7 separate regions of the Mus musculus genome follow, and all the other regions are linked to region 7. The links are chromatin contacts, called in public ChIA-PET, Hi-C, HiCAR-type, HiChIP or PLAC-seq and Micro-C maps. All regions are on one chromosome and are shown on one strand. The core of a region is the stretch at or near the end of the contact, and the rest is flanking DNA. Distances in the headings are between cores, read along the strand shown.

Region 1 (2,700 bases), core at 191-2,690, 910 kb after region 7:
CAAATATTCCTTCTTGAACAAACTTGGAGGGGGGGGGTCGTAGTTCCCCAGGAAAGCTCTTCTCTGGCAAGGCCCTAGGCTCAGTCTTCCTGGGGTGCACACCCCTAGAGTTTCATCTTCAGTGGTGATTAAGGTTGTGTTTTCAGTAGGTATTTGTTTAGATCTGCCGTTTGCGCTCCAGAAGTGAGCAAAGCACGGGGTTCTATCCATTGAGCAGATGCCTTCTAGTTACAGGACGTTACGGAGTCCTGTTCCTCTCAGCCATCCAAGCAGGAGGACCGGGATCCGGCTCCAGGGGATCCGGCTCCAGGGCGTCGAGCAGTAAAGTGTATCCTACAGAATCCATGCTGGGGTCGCCCCTGCCTTGAAGCGTCCCAGCTTCTCCAGCTGGTTCCTGCAGGCACAGAATCAAGCCCGGGCTCCGTGACCACTTCCCTTCCTAGCAGTGTCTCCTGGGCTTTATTTTCCACTGTTGGAGATCTAGACTTAGACAACTGAAACGCTTGCCCCTTATCTGTTTCCATCACCTTGTGGGTATTTATAGGTTAACAGTTCTCTGTTTGTTTGAAGACCTGTCTGGCCTGGTGTGTGTGTGTGTGTGTGTGTGTGTGTGTGTGTGTGTGTGTGTGTGTGTGTACACATGGGTCCTGGTTGCCTAGCTACCTCTGAGAGGACCTGGTGAGGCCTGGTGTGGAAAGGAGAAGCAGGAGTTAGGCCTGCCTTTCTCAGTGCGGTGGGGCCATCCACTGTGGCACAAAAGGCCACTTCCCCTGTGTTCCTGCTTCTTTGCTCCCTTTTTTCCCCATCTTACTGTTTCTCATTTCTGCTTATATGTCGCGTCCACCGTGACCAAAGAATCAGTGGGATACGTCGGAGGGTGAAGGACTTTCCTGGAGAAGTAAAGGTTAGCTTAGATTTTTCTGAGACAAGCTATCGAATCAGTTGGGAAGAGAGAAGATGCTGGGGGGTGGGACGGAGGGGAGAAAAGCACACATTAATAGTTTTTAAGGAATCTAATCAGAGAATGCAGTCAAGATTTCTGTAGTCTCTGCCGGGCATGGTGGCACACGCCTTTAATCCCAGCACCCGGGAGGCAGAGGCAGGCGGATTTCTGAGTTTGAGGCCAGCCTGGTCTACAGAGTGAGTTCCAGGAAAGCCAGGGCTATACAGAGAAGCCCTGTCTCGAAAAACCAAAAAAAAAAAAAAAAAAAAAATTTCTGTAGTCTACCTTTGAGTCCTTCAGTTTTGGTTTGACACACCCAGCTTCCTGTCTGGCTTCCGCTTATCAGCTATTGCCTCCCTTACCCACAGGAAGTATATATCCTAAGACACCCCCCCACCCCCCACCCCACACACACTCAAGTGGATAGCTGGGATGCCAGGTAGTGCCTGTTGTATTAGTTTTTCCTTTCTTGGTTGAATATGAGCCTGGAAGATGAGTAATACAAAGAAAACAAGCTTATTTTTCTATCTCAGTTTTGGAGGTACAGTGGTACTGACCACTGTTTGGATCTAGTGAGGGAAGCCAGCGAACCAGGAAAAGTTGGGCTTGCTTATATAGGACACCGCACTCAAGCTCTACCCCCCAATATTTTGTGCATGTGTGCCGCTGAAGAGAGCATTAGATGTCCCTGAAGTTGGAGTGACAAGCAGTTCTATAGTGGCTGACTGGTACTGGAAACCCAACATGTCCTCGGAAGAGGTCTTGCTTCCTTCCTCCTTCACTAGCTCCTATTTCCCTAGCCCTCTCCCCCTATTTCCCATCTCACTCTAGCTTGGCTGTTGTGGAACTTGCTTTACAGACCAGGCTGGCCTCAGATTCAGAGATCTGCCTGAAAAAGAGCATGTGTCCTCTTAACCACTGAGCATCGCTAGCCCCAGGACTTACTGGTTAAATTTATACTTCAAGCAGTTTAACAACAATCGCTGTTTTACAAGTAGAATAAGATCACCGACAACAATTATGAAAGACATCTAAAATGTTTATCCCTGTGCTGGAAAAGGATGCTGTGGCTTCTCAGGCATACCTCTTTTTGTACTTGGGGGGTCATTAAGTTAGAGTGGAGCAAGCGTCACGGTGACCTGACTGTTGAAATAGTTGAGGCGGCTGTCCGATGAAAGTGGGGTTTGTAGACAGTGCTGGATGGACAGAGGGGTGATTCACATCCTGAGCGAGATTTCCTCATGAGACTCAGAACAGAATGCAAGTCAAATTTACGGCTTGTTTATTTCTGGAATTTTCCATTTAATCGGTTCAGGCCATAGGTTACTGCAGCTATCAAACTGGGGAGAGCGAAGCCGTGTCTGAAAGAGGGAAGCTACTTCGTTTCTTTGAGGCTAGTTGTTAGGTGTGACAGTATGATTTACAGTTGGGTTCCAGTTACATCACTAAGTATAAAGCTCAGACCCCGATAGAACTTGAATAATGAAGTCAGGAGTGGGAAGCCACTTCCGTGTTACTGTTTGGAAAAGGACTGGGCTGTAAAATGAAGACTGTTAGAAATCAGTCTATAATCCCAACTTTTATGAAACGGGAAACCTCATTTAAACCAGTTACCTAAAGTGTCTGATTGGTTTAGACTCCTAACTAGGTGTGCCTGTAGTTAGCTGTACTCCCTGGCTGGGTGGATTTTATGTGTCTGTGTGCCACATACATGCATGCAGTGCTCACGGTGACCAGCAGAGGGCTCATGGGATTTT
Region 2 (2,700 bases), core at 79-2,578, 730 kb after region 7:
TTGCTCTGAGGTAGCAGTGTAGCTCTTACAGAGGTAGCTTGTAAGAAGCCCCAGGATTGGTCCTCAACCCACACACCTGTGGGTGGAGTTAAGAAGGAGGGAGGCAGGCAGGTGTGTGTGTGTGTGTGTGTGTGTGTGTGTGTGTTCGGTGCCTACCAGCATTTGGTCCTAATCAACCCAATGAACTTAATTTCTTAGATTTATTTTTGGCTTTAGTCATATTCATCTCTAAAATCTACTTCATGCCTGTTGGAATGTGTATTTAGCCAGAAAAGAAACATTAAAACTAATCACACACACACACAGAGTTGTGCTGTGATCATGAATAATAGAAAAGTCGAGAAAATGGCGTATTTGTAGATCCGCTACCTCACTGTTAAATCCTCCAGCCTCCTTCCTCATTCCTAGATTCTGGCATTCAAAATCTCTGGAGGAGATGGCTCAGTGGGTAAAGTACTCGCTGGGCAAGAATGAGGAGGGGAGTTCAGAGTCTCTAGCACCCATGGACATGCTAGGTGGCTCACCTATAAACCCAGCACTTAGGAGGAAGCCAGCTAACTAGACCATCCAGGAAGACGTTCTGAATCAGCACACACGAGCCACACATACATAGAATTCAAAACAAACAAACACAACCCAACAACAACAATAAAATCCTTCAGAGTTAATAATCATAAGAATTGACAGACGTGGTAAAAAGCTACTAGTACTCACAGGGGTAGAACTGGAATACACATGGTTCTCCCGGTGATGTCACTGCTGGCAAATGAAGTCATGGTAATCTTGTTCGCCTGCCTCAGACTACGTCAGTCAAGAAAACAAGTTTGGCAAAAGAGAATTTATCCATTAGGTGACCAAGTGTGGAGATAGAGCCTGTCTCAAGGCCACCTCCTCGAAGATGTGTTTTGGACAAGGTACTGAAGAGCTGCGACGTTAGGAAAGAGGTTAGGCGGGCACCAGTGTTCTGAGCATGCGCAATCTCACATTCTCTCCCATCAAGACCACCCAGTAAGGCTATTTATTCTCTGTACTACGGACACTGTTGAGTTTTGAAGTCGCCTCATATCAAGCAACTAAGTGACAAGGGTTAGATCTGGAGGCTCGATACTGGCTCGCCTTCAGTTTAAACCCTGTTACACATGATTGCTTATTCCTTTAATAAAGCCAAATATTCATTTCGCACGTGGTAGTTTGTAAAAGTGTTTCGCCATGAGGGAGGCAAGATTGTAAATGGTTGACAGCGGGCTGGATTCTTATGATGTCAAGAAGAGGGCTTTGGTCCTAAGGTCGTGACCTTCATCAATCAGCCCTGCACCCAATCTTTCAGCGAAAGAGCAGCAGATTTTTCCCCACCCCCACCCGCCGGAATGTCTCTAGAGTGAGATCAAAGCGACGCTCAGAAAAGCCGGCACACGGATATTTTCCTCAGCGCAGAGCAGCAAAGAGAGGTATTGGTTCATGGTCCAGAAGCTCTGATCCAAGGGATGAGCAGGAAGGATTAGAGAACATCCTACTCGATTTACCTTCTGACCCAGGACGCATGAGACCCTGGAGGTCAAGAAGTGGTCTCTCTAGAGCCTTGAGTTATGAACCGATAGTCAGCCAAGTGGGGTCTGGATGTTTTAAAGTTGGTACGTGGAGGCAGAAAGACCCCGGATGTAACTAAGCCATGTGCTGCGCGCTCCTGATGTTGACATACCCTCTCTTTGCTCCCAAATGACTCCATCCCCTTGGGATTTTCACCTGGTTTCCTTTGCAACTTTTCTCAGCCTGACCAATCATAAGGCAGCTTCCAGCCTCTGCTTAGCTCTTTCCTTCCCTTCCTACTTCAAATGCCACTGCCACCCGCTCTCAGCAGCGAGCTCCCTAAGTACTTGCTCTCCTTGGCTTGGCATCCTGGGTGTTACCTCTGCCTCGAGTTTAAATGCTAATTACCTATAGTATGGCTCTCCTGCTGGGCTCTCTCCTGACATCCACACCTGCCTCTCTGCCAGTCTTCCCAACAGTCCATCACTACATCCTGTTAGCTGACAGCTCAACTCAGCTTCTTGCATCTGAATGAACTAGACGTGGCCAAGTTGGGGGTGTTTAGAATGTGAGTCCCAGTCTTCACAGCGAACAGTGGTTGACGTGGGTGGCATCATTAGAGACCTTAGAAAACCCCAGCAGGACTCTCTATCTCCACTCCCAGACTTGATTTCTTTTCGTATGCCAACCCATCATTCCTACTTTCCGTCTTCTGCCAGAATCCTTCAGCAACTGCCTTTTTAAAAAAAGATTTATTTATTTATTCTATGTATATGAGCACACCATTGCTCTCTTCAGACCAGAAGAGGGCAGCAGATCCCATTACAGATGGTTGTGAGCCACCAGGTGGTTGCTGGAAATTGAACTCAGGACCTCTGGAAGAGCAGTTGTTGCTCTTAACCACTGAGCCATCTCTCCAGCCCAGCAACTGCCCCCCCTTGCCTAATAAGATACCTGAAAGTATTTTTATGAAAACAAAAAACAAAACAAAACAAAACAAAAGAGCATATTGTCTCTCGGGTATACCGGAACGCTACATAATAGGCAGCCACTAGCAAACTTTCTTTCACACTTCCTCCTCTTCTCTGATACTCAGTCCAGCTCACCCCTGCATCCAACTTCTCTCTTGAAGATGTTTCCTTTTCCCTAGTAATTATCCTGTGTTAACCACTT
Region 3 (2,700 bases), core at 182-2,681, 890 kb after region 7:
CTCGGGAGACACAGCCCAGCAGTAAGGAGGCTGAGGCAGGAGGTTTGCAGGAGAGTGAGTGACACCTTGTCTGTGCATAAATAAAAGCAGATCTTTTTCCTTCGTCTAGACTGTCTGTCCCACAGTGGGAGGTGTCTTTAAGCCAACAACAAAACAGTTTTAATCAGCGGATTTCAGATATTAGACGCACAATGAAGAAGTGTCCACACCCAATGTTTGAATGTTACCCCCTCTATATTACTGACTAAGTAGTTAGGTCTTATCAGGATTTTTTCCCCCCTTACAAATTTTTGCTGACTTGCAGTAATAAACTTCCCAGTGCATCTTTTTTAAAAAAGATATTTATTCATTTTTTGTATATGAGTACAGTGTAGCTGCCTTTATACACACCAGAAAAGGGAATTGTATGAATTACAGATGGTTATGGGCTACCATGTGGTTGCTGGAGTTGAACTCAGGACCTCTGGAAGAGCTGTCAGTGCTCTTAACCTGAGACATCTCTCCAGCCCCTCCTCCTACATCTTTTTAAGGAGTAGAAATCTCATTTAATAACTAGAAACACACTCCCTCCCCCCAAAGTAGATTTGTGGTTTTCTTCTAGTTTTCAGCTGAAAAGGACAAATATCTTTGTGAAGCACTTTTTTTTAGGGTTCTTTGTTTTCTTTTTAAGTGCTACATCCAGAAGGCTAGCTGATAAATGTTTTGTGCACAGCCCCTGTGTGGGGGTGGAGGGATGTAGAGTATTTACACCCAGGCATCAAGCAGTGAACTTGATGCAGAGATAAGGTTAAAGCAGCCATTCAGTCCCCAGTTCTAAAGGGTTTTATTTGTATGCTAAATGTGCTGGGAACCTCTGTATTTTAGATGTGAGACCGACCCAGCTGTTAAAAGAACCCAAACATTGGAATTCAGCTAATAGGGGAAAGTTATTCATAATGAAAAACCCGGTATCTAAAATATTGATATATTTCTGTCGTTTTCTTATTGTTCTTTTGTTTGTTCCTTCCTTGAGATCCGGTTTCCCTGTGTCCTGTCCTGGAACTTGTTTTGTAGACCAGGCTGGCCTTGAATTCAGAGATCTGCCGTCTGGGTGCTGGGATCAAAGGCGGGCTTAACGCTCATCTTTTCTGTTCCCGTTTTTTTTTTTTTTTTTTTTTAATGTTGTGTGAGGGATTGATTAAAAAAGCAGGCGTTCATCCCATCAAACTGTAACCCCCGCGATAGGATTTCTCCACCCACAAAATAGCCAATTCAAGCTGAATTGAAAGTACCTAAAGGGAGGGTTCCCGCTGATCTCCCAGCATGAGGTCAGAGAAGTTCCTGTCGGATTGGGAGACAGAAAAGGCCGGAGGCGCTAGGAGATGGGGAGTGGAGACCCGCCCAAATGTCTGGAGAGTCTTGAAGAGCCTCTGGGGGAGAGGAAGCCTATCCCTGGATTGGGAAGTTCTGGGTAGAGGGCGGGGTATGGCCAGCCACGCCCTGGAACAGGTGGGGACTGAGGGATGCTGGGAGAACCCGGAAGCCCGATAAGCATCTCCTCACTTGTCCGGGGTCTGAAACCCAGCACCCAGGCCTTAGTACTTTTTAAAAACTGTTAGGTAGGGCACGTTGTAAGCGAGGACGCAGCAAAACCGTCAAACCAGACCACTCCGGGGTAGAAAGAAAAGTTTATTGCAAATAAACCTGCAAACTGGCAAGACTGGAGGGAGGGGCAACGGAAGAGGAATATGGTGGAAAAGCTAGCAGATTTTATATGGCGGTCACAGGGCCAGCATCTTTGAGCTGTTCAGATTGACCCAGAACTAGATGCCTTTGCCCAGGGTACTTGACCTTTGGGGTGGATGAAGGGCAGAGTTTCCTGGTGAACAAAAACTCACCTTTAGGGTCGTTTGCCTGGTAACAGTTTTTCAGTTTATTGGGCCTAAAGCAGCGTGACCATCACTGCCATTTTGGAGTGCTCCATTGGACCTAACAGAAGTGTGTCTGTTGACATTTGATCCTCGTCCTGCATCCACCCAGCTGATTGTGAGTCTTAAAAAGAAGACAGATTTTCAGAGGAGGAAGAATTGAAGTGGTTACAACTTGGGGCTATGCAGTGAGCCTCTAATTTCTGCAGAGAAGTCAGCGTTTGTTCTTGTTTTGTTTTGGCGCGCTTGACCACTGGGCTCTCCGTCCATAATGTTTTAACCATTAACTGTCCTCCCAACTGTTTGTTCCTGAAAATCCTGGCTTGTAGTCAAAAACTGGATTAGCTGGGAAGAAGAGCCCCAACAGGACAGGACTGGCTGTGGCCATTTCTTGATTAATGGTTGACCTGGGAGGGCCTGGACCACTGGGGACCTTCCAGCAGGTAGTCCTGGCTGGTATTAGAAATTGAGGCTGAAAAAGCAGGGGTTGGGGGTGGGGTGGGGTAGGGATGGGGGATGGGAGGCAAGTCAATAATCAGCCTGCCTCCAGGGTTCTACCTGAATTTCAGCCCCCCACCGACCAGCCTTCCTTTCTGACTAAAGCTATGCTCTAACCCTTTGCTCCTCAGGTTGTTTTAGGTCTGGTGTTCTATTACAGCCGGAGAAATCTGGCTAACAAAGGTTGCCTGTGCCTTTTGTAATACCATGGGTCACTGTTGGACAGAGCTGAGTCATCTGTTGACTTTGATGTGAAAAAAAGAGCACTTTCTGCATAGACTGGGGAAGGCTGGGA
Region 4 (2,700 bases), core at 71-2,570, 900 kb before region 7:
ATAGAATAGGCCAGCCTTCAAAAAGAAATTCAAGAAATGGCCCCTCACAGAAGCAGGAAGAAAGAAAGGAAAAGGGCAGAGAGTCTCTCGTGGGACTCGTCAAACAAGGTCAAACAGAAAGTGCCTTTGAGTCACAAAAAGCCTGTCAAATTAGGTGTGGGTTATGATTGATGCAAAATTCAAAATGCCTGCTGAAAAGCAAGTTCTAGAAAACCTGGGGAAAGTTAGGCTGGGATTGTGGCTCTGTGGTTAGGGCACGGCAAACATGAACGCTGCATTTGCACCCTAGAGCCATATAAACCAGATGTGGCGGTATGACCTGCGATCTCAGATCTCAAGAAGATCAGAAGTTCAAGGATGTTCTAGTGCATTACAGGCCAGCCTGGGTTATACAAGAAACTGGTGAGAGACAGGATCCTGTGTTAAGTAATATTCTGTCTTGAGACCAAAAGAAATATCAGCCTGCCTCTAATCTCATTTCTGAATGGCAGTAGGCATTAGAAAGCTTAGAGATAACTTTGCCGGCAATGGCCAACCCACCTCACCACCCCACCGTTCAAGCTCAGAATGAAGTAATCTCACTCCAACTGCCACGCAGAGCTGACTCATTGGTCCCAATGGCCCCATGAGGCCAGTGCCACATGGCTGGTTTCTTTTATCTCTACCCAACACTGACTGCACAAGTGCCCTTCTAGTGTAGTTACACACACATGCAGGCTCCGTGTTCCGGAAGAATGAGACAGGGTCACAAGTTCAGGTCAACTTGGGCCTCCTTTTCCAACTCTGTCTCTTTCTCACAAACAGACAAACAAAAGGCAAATAAATAAAATAAGTTGAAGCACAAACTGCATGCACACACATATATGCACTGCACAAGCACAGACACATATGTATGTGCACGTGTGCACACATTATGTGCTTGTGTATGCACATGTATGCATACACGGGTGTGCATGTGCAGACACACAAACACGTATACACACACACACACAAACACACCCCTGCTCATGTGCAAACCAAACTAAAAGGAAAAGAGTGGTTTCCCAGAGCACTCAAGCACGAACAGAGGTGTTCCATCGATCTGTAATAAACATTACGTGTTTTAAATCTAGTGCCATCTTATTGTACACACACAAATCCACACTCTGGCCCTGGAGTTCTCAGGGCTTCTATACCAGACTGCATACCCAGCCATTTTTAGAATTCCTCCTGTCACATGGTACACTCAGCACTTGGGGACAAGCATGTGACATTCCAAGTCACTTGAGGCTACAGCTGTCTTACAGTCACTATCTCATTGGGAACTATTTTGGCTCCCACGCAGCTGCTGGTGGAGCCCGGCAGGGTATATCTGTGCATGCAGTAGGATGACAGAAGAGTCAGGGACAGTGAGTGACACAGGCAGATCTAGAGCCACAGCCCCTGGGGGAGCTTGGGTAATGTAAGCGAATGGACATTAGAAAGCTAAATCCATGTTTATGGCTGAGGAGGTGTAAATCATAAGAGCATAAGGAGGATTAATTTTAAGTGGAGTTTTTGAGTTGCATACAGCCCACAGTTCAGATGTAAACACTATGAACATCTTTGCCAACATGCAATCACTTCTTTGTGTGTCTTTTTTTTTTTTGCCTTTCTTATCACTATTGCCACCATTTATTTTGAAAGGATTTCAAAGAGACAGAAAAGTTGCAAAATTGTTTTGAAAATAAATAATAACGCTACTTGCCCAGAGCTTCTAAATATCAGCATTGTGTTTCATTTATATTGCCCTTGCTCCCCCGACCCCTCTCTCACACACACACACAAATGCACATATAGACACACACATCATCATCATTATCATCATCCGACCCGGTTGCCTATAAATTGAATACTTGATCCTTCCTTTCTGAAAACCAGACCCCGCTTAACCACAGCTACATTCAATTTTCCAAAATCAGAAACTTAAAGTTAATGCTATGCTAGCATTCGACCCACAGGACATAGCTAATGTAATCAATTGCCTCCCTGTCACACACATGACATACCTAACTATACATATGCTCACCTATCCACACACACACACTCTGGTCCCGCCAGATAGTTGCCTAGGACATTTCATTCTGGGCTTGACAGTTTAAAGACTTCAGATCAAACACTTGGTGTCAGAGTTGCGTGTTTTCAGCTTCCCTCCTGACTGGATTCCTGTTACTCTCCCTGTGTGAGAAATAACACAGGGGTGATGTCATGCTTTTCCTTACGGCCTCCTGTTGAAGGACATGAGCTGCATCTGGTGGTGTAAATTTAATCTTTTAAGGTGGTATCTGGACATCTGTTCTCCTGCACTAACTGCTTCTTCACCCTTGGCAGTTAAACACTACAGCGGATGAACTAGATACAATGTTTCTTTCCTCTTCAAAGGGTTTCACCTGCTCTTGCCACCCCCAGGCCGGCTTGGCTGGTTATGATAATGGCTTTCTAATCCCACCATTCCTCAGCTACTAGCTGGCAAACGACTGTTCTCTTCAACAATGTTTCCTTCTGTGTTTCTATCAATATTGCCGCTCGTGGATTCTAAGGTCATGTCTCCAGAGTTGGTCAAGGGCAGCAGCTTTAACCTGTCTTTCTTTGTGCGCCATCCACCTAGTTGGCTAGACAGCGGTTCTCAACCTGTGGGTCATGGCCCCTTTGGCACACTCCTATCTCCAAAAATATTAACAT
Region 5 (2,700 bases), core at 25-2,524, 700 kb after region 7:
AAAAAAAAGTGTATTTAAAGTGCAAGAGAGCATCACCACACCACATCACCTGAACAGGTGTGTCCCTCTGAATGAAGGTAGGCTGTTCAGCTGAAACTTTAAACGTCTTGCAAGAGCTCACAATGATGTATTTCAAAGTCTGAAAGTACTCTGGTACTGCACCCACTAAACCTACGTGTTCTAGCTAAAGGAAAAATAAACACTTTCTACTGCAAAAACAGACTCAAAGCTGGGCAGTGGTGGCGCACGCCTTTGATCCCAGCACTCCGGAGGCAGAGACAGGTAGATTTCTGAGTTCGAGACCAGCCTGGTCTACAGAGTTAGTTCCAGGATAGCCAGGGCTATACAGAGAAACCCTGTCTCAAAAACCAAAAACAAACAAACAAACAAACAAACAAAACCAGACTCAAAGAACACATTACCACTAAGCCAGGTCTACAGAAGACCTGAAGGAATCTTTCAGATTGAAGAGAGAAACAAGTCCCTCTGAGAAATCATAAAAAAGAATAAACCACACTAGAAAAACTGTTAAAACAATACAACAACCACTATAAAAACCAGGAAAATGGCAGGAGCCATAACTCTGAGTAACCAAGGGTGACCTTGAATTTGTGATCCTTCCTGGGCTGGGTTTATGGGTGGGTTCTGCCATGGCCAGTTTCGTGTGACTCTCTGGAATGAACTCTGGACTTCATGCATGCTAAGCAAGCACTGTACCAACTGAGCCAACAGCCCCAACACACCCCCTTTAAGATATTTCTTGGTGTGACTAGAAATTGCTTAATTAAGAAACAGATTGTCCCGGATAACCAGGAGTGGGCCAGATTCAATCAGTTTAAAGGGTTCAGAGCAACACTGAAACTTCCCCCCTGAAAAGAAGAAATTCCACCTGTGGGTAGCAGCTTGGCCTTCCAAATGAAAAAGTCCCAGCTTGATCTACGGGTTTCGAACTTGCACAGCAGATCCCTAACTAATTCCTAACAAAACCCTCGTAATTCATATCTCCTGCTGGTTTTGCTTCTCAGAATGAATCCTTATTATGCCACCTGGGTCCTACGTAGCAGTAGTTGGGAGATGGAAAGACAGCTTGGTTTCTTCAAAGTTTAATAGCGTGAGATGACAAAGCCTCAGAAGAGCCAAGCACACACACATACACACGCATACGCGCGCACGCGCGCGCTTGTAAAGAGACGTTTAAAAACTGGATTTGATGTTCAAAAGAGATTTTGACAGGCTTAGGGAGGAAGTTAAACGTAGAGTGAACTTAACGATAAGGATCAGGGCTGATGGGGTTAGGATAGACTTGGTAAACACTGTCAAGTGGAAAAAACGACTTTCCAGGAGGCAGAAGCGAAGCAAGCCAAGCCAACCCCGAAAAGCAAACCATCCTCAGCACGCAAGCGCGAACCTGGAAAGCAGAAGGCGGGTCTCTCAGGCCCCGCCTCTCCCAGGCCGTGCCAGGCTCTGCAATCCCATGCAGAGATCATCGCTCTAGCCAGGCTGCAAAAATCGATCTCAGCTCTTCCTGAGACCCGGGCTTGACGATGGCGGAGAAGACGCAAAAGAGGTACGTGTTAACACCTCCGCAGGGGCAGAACCCGTTTCTGGTCGCGGCGTGGGGGCACTGAGACGGTGTATAGGTGGATGGCTCCATAATCCCATACCTGGCGTCCGTGGGGTGTGGGGGCGGAGAGGGTTTGTTCCGTGACCCCCACCCATCCCAGCACGCCTGCGCAGACTCCATTGGGGCTGCGTGGGGGACTCAGGGAGGCTGAGGGAGGTTGTGCGGGCGAGAAGGCTGCTCAGCGGTGGCTGCACCGTCGGCCCTGCCTCTGATCAGGAAGAGGGAGGCCTGGAAGAAGACACTGATGCTGTCATCCTTATGTCAGTGCCTGAGAGCCCAGGGCCGGCAACTATGGCTTTTCCTGTCACAGTCTTCACCAGTGAGAGCCGTTGGTGGAAAGAGACCGCATGGATAACAGAAAAGCATAGGGATTCATTTGCCGTTGCCTCCTTTGTCCTGGGATTAATGTCTTGAGATATACATATACATATACAGCTGTATGTATATGCATGTATCGGTGTTAAGGTGTGTGCGTGTGAATGTTGTCTCTCAAGCCAGAAGAGGGCGTGGATCGCCCCGGAAGCAAGCATTCAGTTATCACAGGACAAAGATCTAGAGAGACAGGGTGTTTCTGGGCAACTTTCGGCTCAGAATCGAGAATACTGGTGTCAGAACAGTGACGCCCCAGGAATAAACTTTGCTCTAAGAACTTTGTGGTATGCATTATCATTTGATGGTCTGTAGAAATTCTAGGGTTAGTGTCCTGATGAGTTCTAACTGTCAGCTTGAAACAACTTAGAGTCATCTGGGAAGAGGGAACCTCAATTGAAGGATCGTCCATGTCGGGGTGAGTGTCTTGATCTGTGATTGAGATGGGAAGGCCCATCCCACTGTGGGCAGAGCCATCTCCAGTCGGGTAGGCCTGGGCCATTTAAGAAAGCTACTTAGCAAGTGGGCCAGTAAGCAGTCATAGTTCCTGCCCTGAGCTCCCTGGGCATGGTGAGCAGGAAGTGTAAGGCGAATAAACCGTCTCCTCCCCACGCTGCATTTGGTCATGGTCTTTATCACAGCGACAGAAAGCAAGACAGAACAGTTAGAATACTGTTAAGAAATAAAATCCAAAGCTGTTTTGTTAA
Region 6 (2,700 bases), core at 176-2,675, 850 kb after region 7:
GACATTTTTTCCTCTTCTCTCTTCCGCCTCTCTACATTTTCCCTCTCTCTGTGCATGCAAATTCTTCTACTCTTTCCCATGGCAACCTCCCTGGTCTCCTTCCTTGCCTTGAATTGGATCATTTTACTGTTATAGAATACTCATCATTGTGTGTGCCTGCGCTTGTGCGTGTGCACAGAGGTTAGAGGACTTCAAATGTCTTCTATTCCTACCTTTATAAAAATTTTACTTGAGCCGGGCGTGGTGGCGCACGCCTTTAATCCCAGCACTTGGGAGGCAGAGGCAGGCGGATTTCTGAGTTCGTGGCCAGCCTGGTCTACAAAGTGAGTTCCAGGACAGCCAGGACTATACAGAGAAACCCTGTCTCAAAAACACCAAAAAAAAAAAAAATTTTTTTTTTTACTTGAGATTCCATTTCTATTTGATTTATTTGATCTGTGGGAGTATGTGTATATATACTAGTATACTGCGCATGCAGTACCCGAGGAGGTCAGAAGAGGGCGTCATCCCCTCGGGAACTGGAGTTGTGAATGGCTGTTTATGAGCCAAACAGGACCTAAGCTTGTTGAGAACGCCAACAAATGCTTTTTACCCCGGAGACCTCTCTACAGCCCTTCCACCTTATTTTTTGAGGCAAGGTCTCTCACTAAGCCTGGAGCTTGCCGTTTTTAAGCTGGTTGGACAGTGTGCTCCCTACGATCAGTCTAACGCTGCCCAGCAACCCAGGGATCATAGGCGCGTGCGGCCATACTCTTCTTGTATGTGGGTGCTGGGCTCTTGCTCTTCTGAAGTTCTTTTCCTGAACTATCCCAGATTCACCTAAGTAAAGGTCTGCAAAAGGACTTTTGTAGATCTTTTTGTAGGCACAGCATGGCCTGCACCTCTTGCCTCCCCCTACCACCACCGCCACAAGGATCAAGGACACACACCCAAGGACAGATACCTGCCTCAGCCCCGGGTGGGAGGCCAGTGCTGCAGGAGGCTGGGGAGTGCATCCCAGCGTAGTCTGAGGCTCTGCCCAGTCTTCAGAGGCAGTCAGCCAGAGGCTGGCATGTCCTAAGTCTGCAGATCTCCCCTGGCGTCGCCACTGAGGCTTTGAACTAGGAGAAACGCAAGGAATGGGAAAGAGGGAGACTGTACATCTCCTTTGTTCGTTTTAGGAAGCAGAGCTTCCTCCCCCTCCTCCTCCCCTTCCTCCTCCCACTCCTCATTTTTGAAACAGTGTATGTAGCCCTGGCTGACCTGGCTGATCTCTAAGAAAGAACTCCGTCTACCTCTGTTTCCCAGATTTTTGTTTTCTGTTTTGTTTGTTTGTTTTGGTGTTTGTCTGTTTGTTTTGTTTTGTTATTGAGATAGACTTTCCCTGTGTAGCCCTTGCTGCCCTAGAACTCTCTCTCTCTGTAGACCAGGCTGGCCTTGAACTCAGAGCTTTGCCTGGCTCTGCCTCCTGAGTGGTAGGATTAAAGGCGTGCACCACTACCACCCGGCTTTCTGGTGTTCTTTTTGGTAGCCTCTGTCTCTGGTTTGGGTATCGGAGTGGTGCTGAGTCTGACCTGAGTGAACCTGAGGCTCTCCTTCTGTTTCCTCGAAGAGACTGTGTGAAGCTGGTGTTGAGTCTCTTGACCTGACCTGTCTCATAGGATTCTCGAATTAAACTAACTGAGCATGAAGAACCTGGTTCCTGTTGTTTTGTTTTTCAGGAGGATGGGATGTAAAATATTCAAAGCAGTTGATGTGAAAATGCCTGAGAGTTTTCATATACTCTGGCGTCTCTAATATCCAGGGCTCAGACGATGCTACACTTAGTTCCTACACCACGGCAACACATCGGGACTGTCTCGAGCCTGAACTTCATTTGAATTTCCCCCACTTTTTTCCTACCTGGGACACCACATCACAGTGGCTGTGAATCCCGAGGTTCTTGGCTCTGAGTGGTTCTCAGACTTTGTTTTTAAGGAGTGATGGTCCGGAATTTTATAGGCTTTCTCTCGTGGAATTTGTCTGATCTTTTTCCCCCGTGATAAGGATCCAGCCATGGGTTGGGAGGGGAACAACCACAGATGCTATCTATCAACAGGGCTGGTTGTCTTCTTTATTACTTCCACGTTTCCTTGTGGTCTACTTTTGACTTAGCTCGTTTCTTGAAGTGGGAACTGCAGTCAAGGGTGTGCCTCGCTAATCATTTCTTTGCCTTTTCATTTTTTATCACGTTATTTATTGCATGCATGCTGTCCTCATGTGTGGAGGTCAGAGGGCAGCTTTTGGGAGCTGGTTCTATCCTTCCTCCGTGGACCTTGGTACGGAACTCAGGACCTCGGGTTTGGCAGCAGGAGCCATCCCCACCGAAGCCCCTGACCAGCTGACTCTGCTCATTTCTGACTTGTGCACTTAGAGGTACAAATTTGTCTCTTCGTGGCATCGGCAGCATCTCAATTACTGTGATTTGTCATTTCCCCCTCCCATTCCGTCCTAAGTACCTTCTTAGTTTCTTTGAGTTTTCCTTTTTAGAAACAGGGTCCAACCAGGACTATAGAATATAAACCTGTCTCAATAACGTGAGAGATAGAAGGTTTGGGAACGAGACCTCTCAGCTTCCCACTCTGGCTGCATGTGGCAGCCATGCCTGCCTCCCTCACCCTTGCAGACTCCCCTTCTCAGTTTATTGAAGCCGAGACAAATCCTTCCATAAGTCACGTTTGG
Region 7 (2,700 bases), core at 79-2,578:
CTCAATGTGACAAGCCACCCTCTCTCCGGCCACCTAATTTCCTACGCCAGGGTTCGCTCGAACCAGGCACGCGCCGCTGGCAGAGTCGAGAATGATGTGTGAACAAAAGGTGGTAACTCTCTGCTCCCGGGATTAGCAGGAGCAGGCGCGGTTGTGCCTGGTGTCCCCCCACCCCCCCAAATACAGCACTTCAGCCTCCCTTAGACCGGGGCAAGTGGGGGTTGGCCGCCATCCAAGAAAGCTCTGAGTTTAGGCAGCGGGGAAAAAAAGAGATAGCTCCCCAGGTCTGCACCCCAATTCTCCTTTCCTCATTGACCGATGTGTATGAACTCCTGAGACAGCTCCTACCCTAGCATTCACCTTCCTTCACCCCCCTCTAGGGTTCCCGGGGTTATACCGAACCAGGCCTCTCTCGTCCCCGTGGGACCTAAGAGCGCGTTCTCAGTACTTGAAGCTGGGCTGCGCAGAGGAACCGCTGCCAGCATCCAGGCCAGAACCGTTCGCGTAAACAAACACGGAAACTCCAAGACGCGTGCGGATTGCAGGTGATTGGGGAAACGCGCCAGCACGGCCTCCCCGGGACTCAGGCTCCAAACCACAGCAAAACCGTTCACACTGACACGCACAAAGACACGCGAGGAAGGGGACTCCAGCACCCCGTAGTCACTCGGGTACTTTCCTCCCAATGCCCAGCAGGGCTCAGGCCGCCAAGTCCCTTACACTACCTACCCTCCCACCTCGCTCTCCCGGGCACCCACGTTTACCTTTAAGCAGGCAGATGTCCGTGCGCTCCGCGTTCCGGCGCAACGCCTGCACGACCAGCGACACCGTGCTGTCCTCCCGGAGACTCTCGGCGCGCGGGCTGCGCTCGTCGTAGACGATGACAGCCGAGTAGAGGCCAGAGCGCAGGCGGGCACGCACCTCTTCCTCGGCGGGCAGGATCTGCTCCAGGCTCACGGAGCCCTTGGCCCTCCGCCGCACGATGGTATTGCAGCGCACGTTCACCGAGCCTCGGATGTAGCCCGCGCTGTGAGCCAGAAACGGCCTGCAGTCCAGCAGCAGGCACTTGCCGCCGCTCAGCAGCCCCAAGGCGCCGTGGCTGCCGCTGCCGTTGCCGCCCGCGCTGCCGCCGCCGCCGTTCTCATCCCGGTTCATCAGCCTTTTGAGCACGCTGCAGTCCATCTCCCGCAGTTCCTCCATCGTCACCATGTCGCCGGCAAAACGCAGTAAGCTGGGGAGCTAGCTGGAGAAGGCCAAGGGCACCGGAGCCAGCTAGGCTAACAAGAAGGAACCAGGCGAGGGCTAAGAGGGCGCCTGCAGAAGTGACCCGCAAACTTGGCCCCAGGCTCTTCTCCCTCTAACACCCCTGCTTCCACCTCCCGCAGCCTCAACGTTACATAGCAGTCCCAGCCTTCTCTGGCGCCAAAGCTGGCGGGCGCGCGGCACCCGGGGCAAGCGATCGAGCAGGGGAGTGTGTTTACGAGAGAGGGCTCCTCTCGGTTTGTCGCCTCTGGTGTGTTTTGCTAGCTAGGGCTGCTTCTGCCGTGGGCTCCGCCGTTTCCCCCACCGCTGCACCGCCGGAGCTGCACGCACTGCCCCAGCCAGAGTTTCCTCCTCTGGCTTAGAGATTTATTAATGCTCGCCGGCTCTCCCGGGGGAGGGAAGAGTCATTACTACCTCGCCAGGCCCCGCCCCCAACGCAAGCTTCCCGCCCCGCCCCCACCCCGGCTCGTGAATGGAGCGCCGGCCCCCTCGCACCCAGTCACGGGGACTCGACGTCACAAAGAGAGGAGTAAACAGGGCGCTCGGTGCTGGCTGCCAGGCCCATTCATAAAACGGAGACCTAGAGGAAGAAAAGGAGGCAGCCTCCGACCCGCCCGCGAGCCGGCGGCTCGGGGACTTTGTGAATGGAGCCGCGGCGCGGTGCCCTGTCCTTCCTCAGCCCCGGAGCGCGGCGATCCTGGTAGAGATCGTTGCGGGTGGCGACGCGGGGCCTTACTGAGGCCTGGGCTCTCCGTGTGGAGGTCTTCACCCCTGCGCTCCCCCCCACCCCCCCGGCCTCCCCAGTCTTCGAGGTCTCGCTCCTGCAGCTCCGAGAAACCTGACACTGTGCGGCTGCCACCCCGTAGGGCTTGGGGACCTCTCCTCGCCGGACTTAATCTCGTTCTTCGTGCCCGGCCGGTTGTGTTTTGTCTTTGTTTTTTTCCATGCGATTCCCCGGACTTAGTTTATACATTAGCGTGATCGATTTCCATCCCGAGCTATTACATCTGGTTTATAGCTTCCCGCGGAACCTGGGCCAACGCAGATTTAGAAAGATGAAAGGGAAGGCCCTCGCGCCGAAGCCCAATAACAAAAGAGAGGTGGAGGGGTTTGTTACTTTACAACCCAGAGGGGGGCGTTAATTGGCCGAATGCTGTGCCCGTGCAAGAGAATGGGAGGCACTCGGGCCCAAGCTTCCTAAAACCTGCTTTTTTAACCATGGGGGGGGGGGGGGGGAATACCCGGAGGTTTTCCTCTTTGGTGGGAGTCCTCGCTTCCCTCCTCACACGCAACGTCCTCTAAGGAAATGACGGTTAAGGTCTACATTTGGTACGAAGGAAAAGATGCTGAAAAGTGCCCATGGGAAGAATGACCTTTTATAAAAGCAAATGTAATAAGCTAGGAGACGATTCGAGTTTCCGCATCCCTCTTTCCAGG

What was found. A called contact is a pair of places that touch in the nucleus more often than the background predicts. ChIA-PET counts read pairs in DNA pulled down with a chosen protein or histone mark. HiCAR-type assays count read pairs that join an accessible place to other places. HiChIP or PLAC-seq counts read pairs in DNA pulled down with a chosen protein or histone mark.
Region 1: an RNA polymerase II ChIA-PET map of memory CD8 T cells shows a contact between it and region 7, with 6 read pairs. The contact joins the enhancer-like site here to the promoter of Dusp4 in region 7. A contact is called at or near these places in 1 of 39 promoter capture datasets (pre-B cells), 3 of 115 datasets of contacts at active chromatin or transcription factors (memory CD8 T cells, pancreatic cancer cells and trophoblast stem cells) and 1 of 9 other capture datasets (liver).
Region 2: a Micro-C map of embryonic stem cells shows a contact between it and region 7, with 5 times the contacts expected there. The contact joins the enhancer-like site here to the promoter of Dusp4 in region 7. A contact is called at or near these places in 2 of 39 promoter capture datasets (the 3T3-L1 cell line and liver), 3 of 484 Hi-C or Micro-C datasets (the G1E-ER4 cell line and embryonic stem cells), 10 of 115 datasets of contacts at active chromatin or transcription factors (embryonic forebrain, embryonic stem cells, epiblast stem cells and 3 more) and 1 of 9 other capture datasets (liver).
Region 3: an H3K27ac HiChIP or PLAC-seq map of embryonic stem cells shows a contact between it and region 7, with 5 times the contacts expected there. The contact joins the enhancer-like site here to the promoter of Dusp4 in region 7. A contact is called at or near these places in 1 of 39 promoter capture datasets (liver), 3 of 484 Hi-C or Micro-C datasets (embryonic stem cells and natural killer cells) and 6 of 115 datasets of contacts at active chromatin or transcription factors (astrocytes, embryonic stem cells, extraembryonic endoderm stem cells and 1 more).
Region 4: a Hi-C map of Sertoli cells shows a contact between it and region 7, with 5 times the contacts expected there. The contact joins the enhancer-like site here to the promoter of Dusp4 in region 7. A contact is called at or near these places in 1 of 39 promoter capture datasets (pre-B cells), 1 of 484 Hi-C or Micro-C datasets (Sertoli cells), 2 of 115 datasets of contacts at active chromatin or transcription factors (cardiomyocytes and craniofacial prominence) and 1 of 9 other capture datasets (embryonic stem cells).
Region 5: an H3K27ac HiChIP or PLAC-seq map of embryonic stem cells shows a contact between it and region 7, with 11 times the contacts expected there. The contact joins the promoter of Dctn6 here to the promoter of Dusp4 in region 7. A contact is called at or near these places in 14 of 39 promoter capture datasets (the 3T3-L1 cell line, the HPC-7 cell line, cranial neural crest and 6 more), 5 of 15 datasets of contacts at CTCF or cohesin (the NIH/3T3 cell line, embryonic stem cells, pro-B cells and 1 more), 14 of 484 Hi-C or Micro-C datasets (the C10 cell line, CD4 T cells, LSK cells and 10 more), 38 of 115 datasets of contacts at active chromatin or transcription factors (DN3 thymocytes, the NIH/3T3 cell line, T-cell acute lymphoblastic leukemia and 27 more) and 5 of 9 other capture datasets (adipose tissue, embryonic stem cells, liver and 2 more).
Region 6: a HiCAR-type map of embryonic stem cells shows a contact between it and region 7, with 7 times the contacts expected there. The contact joins the enhancer-like site here to the promoter of Dusp4 in region 7. A contact is called at or near these places in 1 of 39 promoter capture datasets (liver), 1 of 484 Hi-C or Micro-C datasets (embryonic stem cells), 4 of 115 datasets of contacts at active chromatin or transcription factors (embryonic stem cells and stem cell-derived neural progenitor cells) and 1 of 9 other capture datasets (embryonic stem cells).

The regions. Positions count from the first base shown.
Region 1 is chr8:33,895,926-33,898,625 of GRCm38.p6, reverse strand. The region is part of intron 1 of Rbpms (RNA binding protein gene with multiple splicing); the gene reads left to right. Among named protein-coding and RNA genes, the nearest start is that of Gm51528, 26 kb to the left of the region's middle. Within about 2 kb of position 1,440, at least 116 of the 459 cell types and tissues checked have an H3K27ac peak or open chromatin away from gene starts, as enhancers often do. A contact at or near this core is called in memory CD8 T cells, pancreatic cancer cells and pre-B cells, where this site is marked.
Region 2 is chr8:34,079,014-34,081,713 of GRCm38.p6, reverse strand. No RefSeq gene overlaps it. Among named protein-coding and RNA genes, the nearest start is that of Gm40486, 24 kb to the right of the region's middle. Within about 2 kb of position 1,328, at least 28 of the 459 cell types and tissues checked have an H3K27ac peak or open chromatin away from gene starts, as enhancers often do. A contact at or near this core is called in embryonic stem cells, where this site is marked.
Region 3 is chr8:33,913,047-33,915,746 of GRCm38.p6, reverse strand. All of the region lies in intron 1 of Rbpms (RNA binding protein gene with multiple splicing), which reads left to right. Among named protein-coding and RNA genes, the nearest start is that of Gm51528, 9.4 kb to the left of the region's middle. Within about 2 kb of position 1,431, at least 73 of the 459 cell types and tissues checked have an H3K27ac peak or open chromatin away from gene starts, as enhancers often do. A contact at or near this core is called in embryonic stem cells, extraembryonic endoderm stem cells and pancreatic cancer cells, where this site is marked.
Region 4 is chr8:35,703,616-35,706,315 of GRCm38.p6, reverse strand. No RefSeq gene overlaps it. Among named protein-coding and RNA genes, the nearest start is that of 1700015I17Rik, 15 kb to the left of the region's middle. Within about 2 kb of position 1,320, at least 27 of the 459 cell types and tissues checked have an H3K27ac peak or open chromatin away from gene starts, as enhancers often do. A contact at or near this core is called in Sertoli cells, where this site is marked.
Region 5 is chr8:34,107,286-34,109,985 of GRCm38.p6, reverse strand. It overlaps Dctn6 (dynactin 6), which reads left to right and starts at 1,274. Exons shown (of 7, transcript NM_011722.4): 1 at 1,274-1,567. The coding sequence starts at 1,545. It also overlaps a transcript of Mboat4 not described here.
Region 6 is chr8:33,956,931-33,959,630 of GRCm38.p6, reverse strand. No RefSeq gene overlaps it. Among named protein-coding and RNA genes, the nearest start is that of Gm33588, 5.9 kb to the left of the region's middle. Within about 2 kb of position 1,425, at least 14 of the 459 cell types and tissues checked have an H3K27ac peak or open chromatin away from gene starts, as enhancers often do. A contact at or near this core is called in embryonic stem cells, where this site is marked.
Region 7 is chr8:34,806,238-34,808,937 of GRCm38.p6, reverse strand. Dusp4 (dual specificity phosphatase 4) reads right to left here and starts at 1,328. Exons shown (of 4, transcript NM_176933.4): 1 at 765-1,328. The coding sequence starts at 1,209.